Regions from separate parts of the Mus musculus genome. Here all the other regions are linked to region 3. A link is a contact called in public promoter capture Hi-C and targeted proximity ligation data. All regions are on one chromosome and are shown on one strand. The core of a region is the stretch at or near the end of the contact, and the rest is flanking DNA. Distances in the headings are between cores, read along the strand shown. Region 1 holds the start of Ssh3 (slingshot protein phosphatase 3). Region 2 overlaps Lrp5 (low density lipoprotein receptor-related protein 5). Region 3 holds the start of Acy3 (aspartoacylase (aminoacylase) 3). Region 4 holds the start of Ppp6r3 (protein phosphatase 6, regulatory subunit 3).

Evidence for each region. Promoter capture Hi-C pulls out the DNA fragments that hold promoters and counts their contacts.
Region 1: a contact with region 3 is called in a promoter capture Hi-C map of embryonic stem cells, with 4 times the contacts expected there. A contact is called at or near these places in 2 of 39 promoter capture datasets (both in embryonic stem cells), 4 of 130 datasets of targeted methods (embryonic stem cells, large pre-B cells, neural tube and 1 more) and 1 of 9 other capture datasets (liver).
Region 2: a targeted proximity ligation map of pancreatic cancer cells shows a contact between it and region 3. A contact is called at or near these places in 3 of 39 promoter capture datasets (neutrophils, pre-B cells and second pharyngeal arch cranial neural crest) and 2 of 130 datasets of targeted methods (microglia and pancreatic cancer cells).
Region 4: a contact with region 3 is called in a targeted proximity ligation map of pancreatic cancer cells. A contact is called at or near these places in 6 of 39 promoter capture datasets (the 3T3-L1 cell line, cranial neural crest, hippocampal neurons and 3 more), 1 of 130 datasets of targeted methods (pancreatic cancer cells) and 1 of 9 other capture datasets (adipose tissue).

What each region holds. Positions count from the first base shown.
Region 1 is chr19:4,267,577-4,270,700 of GRCm38.p6, reverse strand. It overlaps Ssh3 (slingshot protein phosphatase 3), which reads left to right and starts at 1,468. Exons shown (of 14, transcript NM_198113.3): 1 at 1,468-1,686; 2 at 2,116-2,156; 3 at 2,723-2,954. The coding sequence starts at 1,621. Ankrd13d (ankyrin repeat domain 13 family, member D) reads left to right here. Exons shown (of 15, transcript NM_026720.2): 15 at 152-521. The coding sequence ends at 365.
Region 2 is chr19:3,667,801-3,670,937 of GRCm38.p6, reverse strand. The region is part of intron 1 of Lrp5 (low density lipoprotein receptor-related protein 5); the gene reads left to right. Among named protein-coding and RNA genes, the nearest start is that of Gm36672, 17 kb to the left of the region's middle.
Region 3 is chr19:3,985,233-3,988,351 of GRCm38.p6, reverse strand. It overlaps Acy3 (aspartoacylase (aminoacylase) 3), which reads right to left and starts at 1,782. Exons shown (of 8, transcript NM_001302479.1): 1 at 1,741-1,782; 2 at 1,401-1,529; 3 at 1,047-1,301; 4 at 429-621; 5 at 121-214. The coding sequence starts at 1,282. It overlaps Gm52386 (a long non-coding RNA gene), which reads left to right and starts at 2,591. Exons shown (of 3, transcript XR_003952881.1): 1 at 2,591-3,119.
Region 4 is chr19:3,574,172-3,577,017 of GRCm38.p6, reverse strand. Ppp6r3 (protein phosphatase 6, regulatory subunit 3) reads left to right here and starts at 1,269. Exons shown (of 24, transcript NM_028999.1): 1 at 1,269-1,377. It overlaps n-TAagc9 (a tRNA gene), which reads right to left and starts at 755; the gene lies at 683-755.

The DNA of each region.
Region 1 (3,124 bases), core at 219-2,718, 280 kb before region 3:
GGCAAAATGCTGCTTACCGTGGGGAGCATGAAGAGCCAAAAGAGGGCCTGCTTGTCTCTGTCCCTGACACCTTGTTCTCAAAATTGCATGGGCTTGGCTCCTCCCCAAGCCTTCTCACTGGTCTGCTCTCCCCTCAACCCTTACCCTGAAGGGCCCTGCAGGAAAGCCTACAGCTGTCCACAGAGTCCAGGGGTCCAGAATCTCCTCAGAAGACACCTCCATCCCCTGCACCCCCAAGCTTTGAGGAGCAGCTTCGCCTGGCCCTGGAGTTGTCTTCAAGGGAACAGGAGGAGTTGGAGCGACGGGGTCAGCAGGAAGAAGACGACTTACAGCGGATCCTGCAGCTGTCACTCACAGAGCACTGAGTTGCCTGGCCTTGGGACGGCTCCCCAGGGCCATGCCTTCTGCCTGGTTTTGTAATTTATTTATTTATAAACTGTCTGCTGCTGAGCTTGGGACCTGGGCACTGAAGATAGGCTAGCAGTGAGACTGAGGTGGAAATAAAGAGACCATCAGCAGTAGGCTTGCTGTCCTGCGTGGTCTGGAACCAAGGGGACACTGGATGGGGTTACTGATGGGTAGTCCTCGCTGGAGCTGGCACTGAGCAGCTTTGGAGCCTCCATTTCTACAGCTAGAAAATAAGACCACTTCTCACGGGGCAGGAGTTCCTGGAGATTCTGAAATTTCCCTGGATGCTACCCCAACCCCAGGTTCTGCCTGCCACCCAGCCTGATGGTCCATACTCCCGCTGGGCTGGGTCTTCCTATTCTACCTACTGGGGGAAGCTCCCACCTCATCCCCAAAACTCAGGCACAGGTTCCCCCTGTTTCAAGTATTTTCTACCAGAATGAACCTTTAAGCAAGTCACTCTCTGGGGAAGGGGCTCAGCCCTGTCCTAGTCACCCCTAGGGTGGACCTGAAATGCGTACAGGTATTGGGGACTATTGCAAAAATTCCAAAAAGGCCTTCTGTTCTCCCAGATCTTCTCAAGAGTAGAGGAATGACAGCCAAGCAGAAAAGAGAGCAAGTTTGGAATGGGGTGGTAGATTTAAGACCCATTGCCTCCCAGGTATGGTGGCGCATGCCTCTAATTCTAGTGCTTGGGAGGCAGAGGCAGGTGGATCTCTGGGTTTTAGGCGACTTGCTCTATATAATGAGTTTCAGGTCTGTCAGCTACATAGTGAGACCCTGTCTCAAAAACAAAACTGTTGCCCTTGCTCCTTCCTTTCCAAGAAACCATAGCATAAACCAAACAGTGGGGGTCCAAGTCTTACTGGGTGCAGCAAGAAGGGTTGAAAGCCTTCTGTGGGCAAAGCGACCAAAGCAGGGAAAGTGAGGTCTGGGCTCACCTGCGCCACGCCCTTGACCACGCCTCTAGCGCGGTCGGGGCGGGGCAAGCTGAACCGAGACCGCAGGGGCGGGGCCGCTGTCGCTCGGTACCAGCTCTACGCGACCAGACTGGTCATGAGTCGGGCCCTTTAAGGGCCGCTCCCGAGGAGGTGCCAGGCCCTGGTGGCTCCAATCTCTTCTTCCTGGTTGTGCGAAGGCAGGGACTGACCGTAAGGCTGAGGGAGGGGTCGTGCCGGGTGTTCGCCCAGGTGTTCCGGGCCTGCCTACCTTATGGCGCTGGTCACAGTGAGTCGCTCGCCGCCGGCAAGTGGCCACTCCACGCCTGTGGGACCCACGGTGAGTTTAGCTTGGTTTTACGCTCTTACAGTTGGCTGCCAAGGTAGGCCTTAGGGAGCAAGTCCTGCCCCTAGCAGACGGCTGGGAGTAGGCGGAGGGGGACCTTGAGTCTCACGTTTTAAGGCACTTGGGAGGCCCTGAGGCTCCCAGGAGCTCGACGTAGGTAGATGCGGAATCCTGAGAACCGCCCGGGTCTGTTGAAGCCCAGATCTGCCCAAATACCTCCCACACTCTGCAACCCCCTATCCTTGCAGCACTGCTGTACCTGGACTTAGGCCGGGTTTCTCTGGGGCCTGTTGGAGGGGAGCGGCTTCAGAGGAAAGAGATTTCTTTTCCACCTAGCGCTCCCTTGTAGGAAGAGGAGAGGCTTTTGGGTGCTTCCTGTCCTGGAAGCTGCTCTCTTACTCTATTCCCGGGCTGCTTTCTCAGCAGGACCGAGTGGTAAGACGCAGAGGCCGGCTCCAGCGCAGGTGAGTTCTGTCTGACAAATGCTTCCTTATAGCCTGTGGCCTAGCTGCTGCCATTGTGGACTCCTGATGTCTTGCTTGGACCAAGGACTCACTTAAGTATTGTCAGATAAACTCATGCTTAGGTGGGAGGCAGATGCTGTGGGTGGAGCTGGCAAACATCACATCTCTGGCTTGTGGAAGAACCAGCATGGTTAACTTAGCCCTGGCCAGTAGATGCTTTCACACATTACCTGGACCTTGGCTCGCCCAGTAATCCCAGGACCAAGGGCAGGATGGGACCTGAAGGAGTATAAGTGCTTAAACAAGTTTATAGCATCTGAGTCCACCCCGAAAAGGAACACATTCCAAAGGTGCAAAACAAGGTGAGGAGGAGCCTGAGAGCCCAAGGCTGGCTCTAGGTGCCTACCGCTATCAGGGTCCTGGTTACAAAAGTGCAAACTGTGCCTCACTCCGGCCCATCTGACTCTGGAGAGCGGGCCAGCAGCCCACTTCCGCCAGCCAGGGGACTCAGCCTCCCTAAAGTTTGAAAACCTATGACCTGAACCATGTCCCCATCGCTCTGCCAGGCAGAGTTTTGCGGTGCTCCGAGGGGCTGTCCTGGGACTTCAGGATGGAGGGGACAGTAATGTTGCATCTGAGGCTGACTCTGAGCCAATGGAGGAACCCTCAGGTGAGGAACAGCCCACCGAGGACCAGACTGACAAAGGGCAAGGACTCCAGAGTCCCTGGAAACAAGTGCAAAAGCGGCACCTGCACCTCATGGTGGAGCTGCTGAGGCCGCAGGATGATATCCGCCTGGTAAGGAACCACCCGGAGCTCATGTCTATCTAAGATCAGTGCTATGAGATCTGGGGCCACAACAACTCTGCCACTTCATCTAGAGACAGCAAGGCAAGGGCATATCTGTCTCTGGAGGGCTGGGAATGGACAAGGGAGGTTTGTCCCCTGTGAGCCAAGAGCTGGGGTTA
Region 2 (3,137 bases), core at 463-2,962, 320 kb after region 3:
TGTCTTGAAAAGATTCTGACTGACTGACTAAATTAATTTAAAAAAGAAAAAAATGCCTATGGCTGGATCTTATGGAGGCATTTTTTCATTTTATTCTCCTTTCAAATAACTCTAGCTTGGATCAAGTTGACATAAGACCAGCCAGTGCAGGGCCTTAACCTACATTGTTGTGTGGTCTTCACGTCTGCTGTGTTTACAGCTCTGAGCTGAGGCTGAGGAGTACATGGATCCTGCCTAGTGTTATGTAGGGAGCTGCCGAGGCAGGTAGGCCCCACACAAGCAGGTCTCCACCAGTCTTCCGGACTTCCTATGTAGCGGGGAAGATGAGGAACATTGCCTAGTGATCGCATGTTGTTCACATAGCTTTTACAGAACTGTCAGCATTGCGCACAATGCGCCAATCTTGTTTTTTTGTTTTTGTTTGTTTTAGGTTTATTTTTATATGCGTGAGTGTTTTGACTGCATCTGTGGCTTTGCATGACTGGATCCCTTGGATGTAGAGTTACATGATTGTGAGCAGTCGTGTGGGTGCTGGCAATGGAACTCAGGTTCTCTGGAAGAGCAGCTGGTGCTCTTAACCCCTGAGCAGTCTCTCCAGAAAACACTCCCCCTGTTTTTGAGACAGGATCTTATTAGTCCACCTAGACTGTCTTGACTTGTGATCCTGCCGCCTCAGCCTCTGGAGTGCAGGGGTCGTAAGTTTGAGTCCCACACCTAGTTCTCTAATGAATCAACCTAAGTGTTGTGGAGAGACAGTCCCCTCCCCCACCAGGCACCTGAGTCCTCTGGGCTGAGTTGCCCCAGGTGGTACTTTGCAAGGTTCCTTGCCTTTATTAGGCCTCAGTCTTCTCATCTGTAGCACAGGTGACTGCAAATCCACCTCCTATGGGGACTAAGGACCATTTGGCAGATAGCAGTCTAGGAAGGCGGGCAGGCATGGGATCTGTGGGGGTCAGCAAGCCAGGACCTGCCCCAGAACAGAGCCAGACTAGAGCTTCTCTCTGGATTTCTTCAGTAGGGAGTTTGGGTTATCCTTGGGTCTCTGCACAGTCCGTGTGTCCTGGTGTCCATAACAGGCACTGTGGGAAGGGCTCCTGGGTTCTTCTGCATCCTCACCAACTTCTGGACCTGCTGCCCCTGAGGCTCCAAGACAGCTAGAGTCCAGACTCACATAGAATCCTCCAGGCACGTCTGTGCCCTGATAAGCTTGGTTGAGGCCAGAAGGCCAGGGGCTAGAATTTCATCTCTACGCCCCCAGAGATGGTTTGTGTCTTTCCCTTCATTGTTTTTGCCTGTCCATTTGGCCACATGGTGGACAGAATTGTCATTGGATCCTGAGTTGGCGCCTGTCACCATTTTGGGCGGTGGCCCCTGTGCCTTGGCACCTGGGTTCCCACTTTTTTTCCAGGAGCTGTGGCTTGTTTGAAAGCAGAAACTTGCAAGTTTGGCTCAATAAACAGACTTTGGAGAGCGATGATAAGTTTCGCGGGTTTCTGACTCGTCTCTGCACTACTTAAAGGAAACAGGCGCTGGTACAAAGGTAGGCTTGTTTCTGAAATCGGTTCTCCAGTTTCCTCTCCGAGGACAGAACAATGTGATCTTTGTGGCCACACGGGAACCACTTCCCTCTCTGGCCCGCAGGGGAGGGCCTGGGCCATCCCACCTTCTCCCACCTCCGTGGAAATGCGTCAGTGCCAGCTAGCTGGCAGGTCTGACTGACTGTTGCAGGGTTGGCAGTAGTTCTCAGGGTGTGGCACCGAGGCACCACAGCCTGACTGCAGCTCCAGTCCTGGGTCCCTAAGTTCATCCTTGCTGAATTCTTAATCTGCATCGGTCTTGGGGACACAAGGACTCTGATCTCTTCCTGACCTTGAGTGTCAGTGGCTCTTTCCCGATGCTGGGGACAGTACCCAGGGCTTCATATATGTTGAGCAGACATTGCAGTTCCAAGCCTTTGCATCTAGTGCTGGTCCTCAGTGAAAGGGGAGCCCAGGCTCAGGTCACTGTGCAGATGCACCGTATGGTGGCTGCCAGGAAAATCCCGGTGTCCACAGAGTCCACGAAGCCCGGCTGCTCAGCTTAGTTTTTTGCTAAAGATGGGTGAGGGTCCCAGGCCATATGCAGGGTAAACGTGGCACAGCAGGAGCCCTGTGCCGTTCCCAGAAGTTCTGTGTAGTTTGTGCTTGCGCTGCTTTTGATACTTAGACAGTGGTCTGATGAGAACAATTCCTGGGTGTGTGTGCTTCTTACACTAGGTGTGGTTAGTGACGATTTCCTTTGTAAATAAATGCGTCCTCCTTTGGAACACCCAGAAAACAACAGATTAAACAACTGAGGCTTGTGCTGGCCGCTGCCCAGTGGCTGAGATGGAACCACCACAACCCCAGGATGAGAGATGGGGAAACTGAAGCTCAAAGAGGTAGAGAGTGGAAGCCTATTTGCATTGTAAATGGTTTCTTTGAAATTACTTTAAGGGTCTGTGTCTCTTCTACCCCTGCAGGCACCAGGTATGTGCATTGTATATTGACATACATGTAGCCTAAACACCTGCATGTGTGTTCTCACTTTCTGTCCCCTCCTCTTGCCCCTCCCCCTCTTCCTCTCCCTCTCTCCCTCTTTCCAGATCATGAAACTCGCCAAAGGGGCCCCTGGGTTCTGCTCCTTGGTGTCTGAGACACGGTTAACGTATGTGAAACGGACCTGGGGACAGGCTGCAATGTCACAATTATCCTCTTGGGGGAGTTGTCTGATGGGCTGCTCTTCCTATATATGAACCTGAGTGGCTGTCCTGTACCTGGTAGAACAAGCCAGGAGACCTTGAGAGAAAGCTGCCGCTGTCCCAAGGAAGGACTTGCCTCCGTCAGAGTGTCCAAGCACTCAGTCCCCAGGGGCTCCGAGTGCATCTCCGTTTTGGGATTGCTGTCTTACTCTTTGCCGTGGTCGTGGGCCACTTCCGGGAGCCTGGCAGGCTGAGAGCCATGGGACCAAGATGGTGTGTAATCAGAATGCTATATTTTGTCGAAAATAAGAATGTTAGTAATGGGCTGGTTTCTGGCAAGTCAAACTGGGACTCTGAAATACATATTTTTCTCTACTCTGTCCTAAACCTTCTAATTAGTGAAAACGCACATTTGCAG
Region 3 (3,119 bases), core at 533-3,032:
CCATGGTAGGAGGTTCCCCCCCCAATTCTGCTTATTTTCTACCCTTCCTAACTCCGCCCCTCCTGACTCCTCCCCCTCCCTGCCTACTCCTCCTGCTCTCCTTCCCACCCGTCAGCTCACAGATTCCATTCTTGGATATAGATTCCACGCTGAAGGTCTCCGTCCCAGCTGGCTCATACAGAAAGAGGCGGCAGGGCATCCCCGGGTTCTGCCGCTGTGGGGTGAGAGGCACCAGTCAGGACCCAGGCCTTCTTGAGGGGAAACTGAGGCACTGACGCTGGGAAGAGCAGTGTGCAGGAGGCACAGGGTCGTCCACCCTGCCCCACCTCTTTTCCTTGGTTGGAAGGTTAAGGCGAGCCTGGAGTACCTCAGGTGGCACTGGTCCCTCTGCCCCCTCCCCGCCCTCCTTCCTGCCCCCTAGGGACCACCTGTAGGTAGTGGCACAGGTGCAAGTTGAAGGAGATGTTGGATTCAGAGATGAGGCAGACTCCAGTGTTTGCTGTGGTGTTGTGCAGGTCTAGGGTAAAGTCAAAAGCCTGGCCTGTGCCCTTGGGACCCAGCAGCTGGTTCAACTCTCGGGCTCTTTTCACTTCATAGGGGTCATCAGGGGTAGCGGTGGAACTGTGGGGAAAGGAATGGGGGACATCAGTCCCCATCATCTCAGTCTCCCTTTCCTTGGCTAACTTCTCACCTTTGGTGGGGGAGGGGGGAGATTAGCTGGATGCCACCTCCTACAAGAAGCCTTCCCTGACTTCTCTTGGTCAGGCTGGATGCTCCATGTAGTCCCACCTTCACCCCAGTCTTTTTCTGTGCCTCCAGTAACCTGAAGCTGACATGTTGGTCCTGTTCCCCATGTATGTCTCACTTCAGCTGGTAAGAGTCTGGCCTACTGGGCAGACTTCCTGGAAGAGGTGACATTGATCTGGATCTCGCTAAACCATATGGTCATTGAGAAAAGACAGAGATGCCTTGCTAGCCACTGTGACCAGTCTGTAGGGATGCTAGTACCTGGCTGTGGACCGGCCAGCCTGGCTGAGGGTACTCACCCAAGGAAGGTGAGGGTGCAGGAGCGGTTGAGATCACGGTCCAGGTAACGGCAACAGGCAGCTGTGGCTGCTGGGTTGGCCAGAACCGGCATGGCTGAGAAGCTGGGTCTCTGCAGCTCCCCTGGGTTCTGTAGCCAGTACCGGGCCAGGTAGACACCACACATCTCATTCCCGTGGGTGCCTCCAGTCACAGCCACACGGAGCAGGGGCTCCCGGGACCCAGGTAGGGAGGACATCTCCCAGTGTGGGGAAGAACTGCACAAGAGATGTGGAATCTAAGTATCCAGAGCCTGAACAGTAGGGTGAGCTCCCCACAGAAGAGTCTGAGGCAGGGGGATGCCAACTGTGACCCACCTGTACCCAGAAGCCAAGTTCAAGACACCAGCAGCCAAATTTTTGTTCCCCCTTGCAACCTCAGTCCCTCTTCTGGAATGTTCTGAGGGTGAGTGTCGCTCTCCCCACTTTTCTCTCTGAGGACCTAAGCTGAGAAGGGGGACTCAGACATTCAGAAGGTCGACTGTTCCCACCCACACGACTGTCACCACAGAACTATTTTATAGATGGTAAAGCCAATGCCTAGCTTTCCAGGGGGAGAAGACTGTCACCCCCTAAGCTGTGCAGCAAGTGTCTGGATTTCAGGCCACCTCTGCACCCTCCTCTGAACTGGTCGGGAGCCTCTGCCAGAGCCTCTTACCTGCTGGTACGAGCCTGGGCTTCCCTAGGCCACAGGCCTAATGTGTCCACCCCCTAGGAGGCTGTATTTATAGGCCCGCAGGTCCCAGGCAGGAAGTGTTTGTTCCAAGTAGGCGGAGAACTGGAGGCGGGAGGCTGGGCTGGGAGCCAAGCAGCCAAAGTTCGCAGGGCCCCACCCCTATCCCCTAAGCTCCGCCCCCACTCCCATCAGCTTAATGGGTCCAGGTCTCTGGGGCAGGTTCCTGTCCTTGCCCTCTCCTCTTTCCCCCGGAAAAGGGACAGTTTTACTTGCAAGGGTCTCTGGGGACTTCTGCTGGAAGCTGCGCTTGCCCAGAGATTCCTGACTTGGAACCATGTCTCCCAGTCCTCAGAAAGGACTTGGCTTTGCACTGATGAGTACTGGTGGTCCACTGCTTGGTCCTTTAAGGGTAGACAAGGCCTGCCTGGTGTCCACTCCGATCCATGCAGAGAGGTGCTTTCCTTGAGGCTACTTAAGGCAGACAACAGTGGGCAGTGACTTGATTTTGGCCACAGCAGCCCTGTACTTTGGGGGCCACCGGAAAAGGAGTCCTCTTCCCTGCCACCTTCCCCTGCACCGGCCTGTCTTTGCAGCCCACAGCCACCTATTTAAAGCTGTGATCTATGAGGTTCAAATCTTACAGCTCACTGATGCTTCAAACAAAACCGCAAAATGTTTTGCCTGGTCTTTGTGATGGCCTTCAAGGACACTGTAACTGAAATGACTTTGTTTACTCTGCTTTGGAAAACAACCCTCAGGCCCAGTCTACAGATGTGGAAACTGAGGCTCAGCAGAGGAGCAAAGGGTACACTGAACACAGGGGACAGTTGGAACTGGAAGACAGAGTGATCCTTTCCATTCCCTGAGACCTCCGTGGGGGTCCTGGGGAAGTCCTGGTTCCCTGACCCTCAGCTGTCCCTCCTACTGAGCTCAGCTGTCCTCTGGCAGGAGGCAAGCACTGTTCAGAGGTCGCTGAGGAGAGAGGCAGTGAGCCATGCAGCCCACTGAACCATCGGATTAACTATGCCTACTGACTGCACTTGGCCTCCAAGGTCAGGCCTTGTGTTTCAGGATGTCCTGACATCCGGCAGGAACTAAATCACTCTCGCTGTAGGTCCAAGCTTACAAGACAGTTTGGACATTCTGGGTGGCAACCTTATCAGAGCTGCTTAGATCACACTCTAGCCTGAGTCTGCTCTCTTACCCTCCCCCACCCCATGGCACTGTCACTGTGGGGACAGTGGAGCCCTGTGGCTCACCTTTGTTCTCACGAGGCCTGCCAGCTGTCCTTTGGCGAAGAGCTGGAAGCGTGCAGTGTGGCCCTGGGCGCCCTTTCTGCAGTCTGAGGCGTCAGCGGAGAG
Region 4 (2,846 bases), core at 20-2,519, 410 kb after region 3:
GCTTGATCACCTTGGTCACTTGCTTTCCAGATGGCATGGGAAGGCCTGCTTCATGAAAGACTTCCAAGACTCAGAGACTTTGTTGACTATGGTGGCCAGCTGCAGCGTGCCTGAACTTATGGTCCTGTCCACACTGAACCAGGCAGATTATTCATAGGGACCCAAGGGGAGCACCTTGGTATCTTTTCCTGTTGCTGTGATAAAATATTCTGACAACAGCAACTTTAGGGAGAAAAGGTTCATTTTGTCTCACAGGTCGAGGCCAATATGGCAGGGAAGTCAAGGGAGCAGGTGTGGGAGTCTGCCCGTCACATCACATCACATCACATCACAACCAGCCAGGAGGTAGAGAATGCTTGTGGTCAGCTCAGTTTCACCTTTTTAGACAGCCCCAGGAGAATTAAAAACCAGGATTAGCCATGACAGTGGTTAAGTGCAAGACTTGAGAGTAGGGACCCTGATGTCCAGGACCCCAGTTCTGGGGCAAGGTAAATGTGTAGTACTATACGTATAGGACACTAGCAGTTGGAAGAAATTCATGTGTAAAATTCTTCTCTGTGACAAAAGATACAGCCTGGTTTCCTTTGTATTAAGAAACCTTACATTTTGACCCCATTTTCAGGGATGCCACTCTACTTTGTCTGAAGTAATTTAATTGAAGGTCTTCGATAAAACTATGCTATGGAGAATGCGGGCATCGATCCCGCTACCTCTCACATGCTAAGCGAGCGCTCTACCATTTGAGCTAATTCCCCAGCTATAATTAACTTCCGTCGCAGGTTGTATTGTGACTCACGTCATCACCGGTTTTCCCCCCCCCCTCGTCCCCCGCGGCCGTTACCCCACCGCCTGCTGTCATTGTGTTACCCCATTGGCTTCTTCGCATCCGGAGCTACACAGCCGGGATTGGTTTGGTTCATTTGTTTTAAACTACATTGACTATGCGGATTGGTGGTCCCAAGCGTCTGTCACGCGAGGCCCCGCTGTTGCTACGGGGCAGAGGGACCCAGCCTAAGCTTCTCCCAATTTCTGACTTGTTTCTCAGACTCCGGGGTCTAGAGGTTCCGGATCCGTCAAGACCATGGGAAAAAGAATGCGCCTCTCGCGTTTGACTGACAAGACCTCAAAGCCAATCGAAGTGGAGTCGAGGGAACCGCTGGGCGGTCCAATAGGTTGTGGGGGGCGGGAGAGACAAGCCAATGATCCGTGTGAAGGGGCGGGGTCTATCCTGTGATTGGCTGCGGGGCGGCCGGAGGGAGGGCGGGGGTAACTCAAGGCCTGCTTGATACGTCCGCCATTTTGGGCGCTTCGCTGATGGTGTCGGTGAACCTTTTTCCCGCCTGAGCGCGACTAACTGCGGGTCTTGGGCGCCTCCAGGTAACTCAGGGGAGGGGGCGGTGGCGCGGAGTGTGCGGGTCGCGCGGGCAAGCGGCCGACCGATCGTGGCGGTGGTCCGGTCCCGGCGGCGTGGGGAGGGAGCGTCCCGGCCCCTTTCCCCTCCCCCCCGGAATCGGCAGCTTCGGCGGCCCGGGAGGCGGCGTCCAGTCCTGGCCAGGACCGGGCCGCCCGCTCCTGTCAGCCGGGCCGAGCGTTGGCAGTCAGCCGAGCCGACTGCGAACTTTGGACGCCGAGGTGACTCTGGGCTTGGCTCGGCGGGAGCCCAGGCGAGGCGAGGCGCGCCCCGAGCCAAGTCGGGGGTCCTGGGCGAGCTCCCCGGCTCCCGCGCCCGGGCCTTCACAGCGACTTCTCGGGATCTCCTGGAGCTTGTCAACTCGCTGGAGAGCTTCGCGAAGGCTTTTGTTGGACTCTTGTCCTCTGAGAAACAAGTTGTGTGGGTTTCTGGGCATTAGCAGAGTCATCGGAACACACAAAAACCAGTTCCGAGTCTCTCGGGGCCATCGCAGTGAATCTTCATCCTCCGCCGTTGAGTCTCTCTTTTATACAGACGCGGGCATTGGAGATTCCCTGGTGTTTTGGAGCTGAAGTGAGGAGTTACCCTTCTTGTGGCTTCAAGCACCTCGCTTTTAAAGCTCGGCTCACTGTTAACTTGGAGGTCTTTTTCTCCCCAGTCCCGTTGTCTTTCATTAGAACTTGGACTTGAAGTTGTAGGTGGGACAGAATGAGTGGTCTCGGTAGCTCTGTGTCTGTACTTCTCCACCGCATGTCCTACTGTCATTTGCCGCCTACCTGCTGTGGTCTCTTTAGAATGGGCCAGAGCTTTGTTTATGTTTTGCTTTGGCTTGGGGGAGGGGACACTTAGAAGGTTTCCTTGCATCAGAGCACTTGTTAATATGGATACTGTTTCATTTTCTTAAGTCAAGTTTACTTTGGTTTTTGCCCTCAAGGTCATGTTGCAGTTGACACAGCCCGTAAGAAAGGAACTTAAGATCTCCTTCCACTAAAATGTTCCTTGAAATTGCAAGGTGCAAGATCCCTGTTGCCAGTGGTGTTTGAGCTTTCTTATGGGCCACCTGAAAATTACATCTTCCTTTGTCACTTTCTAGTCCTGTGACCTTGGGCGAATTAGTCCTCTTTGCTGCCCCTGTAACCCATGAAAATAAGTTTGTTTCATAAGTTTATCTCATGTTAGGTCCCAATTTTATCTAACATGTTCATATTAGACTGTAACTGAGTATATATGTAAATATGTTAGCACAAAGCAGCTAGAATCGTGCTTTGTGAATAGAATCAGCTCAGTGGTGACCATACCTCTCAAATTCAACTTGATCTTGATGATTTTGTTTGTTTTTGAGGCAGGGTCTCACTATGTGGTGGGAAGATCTTTACTGCTTCTGCCTTTAATAATGGGATTAATAAAGTCATGCACCACTGCACCGGACTCATTA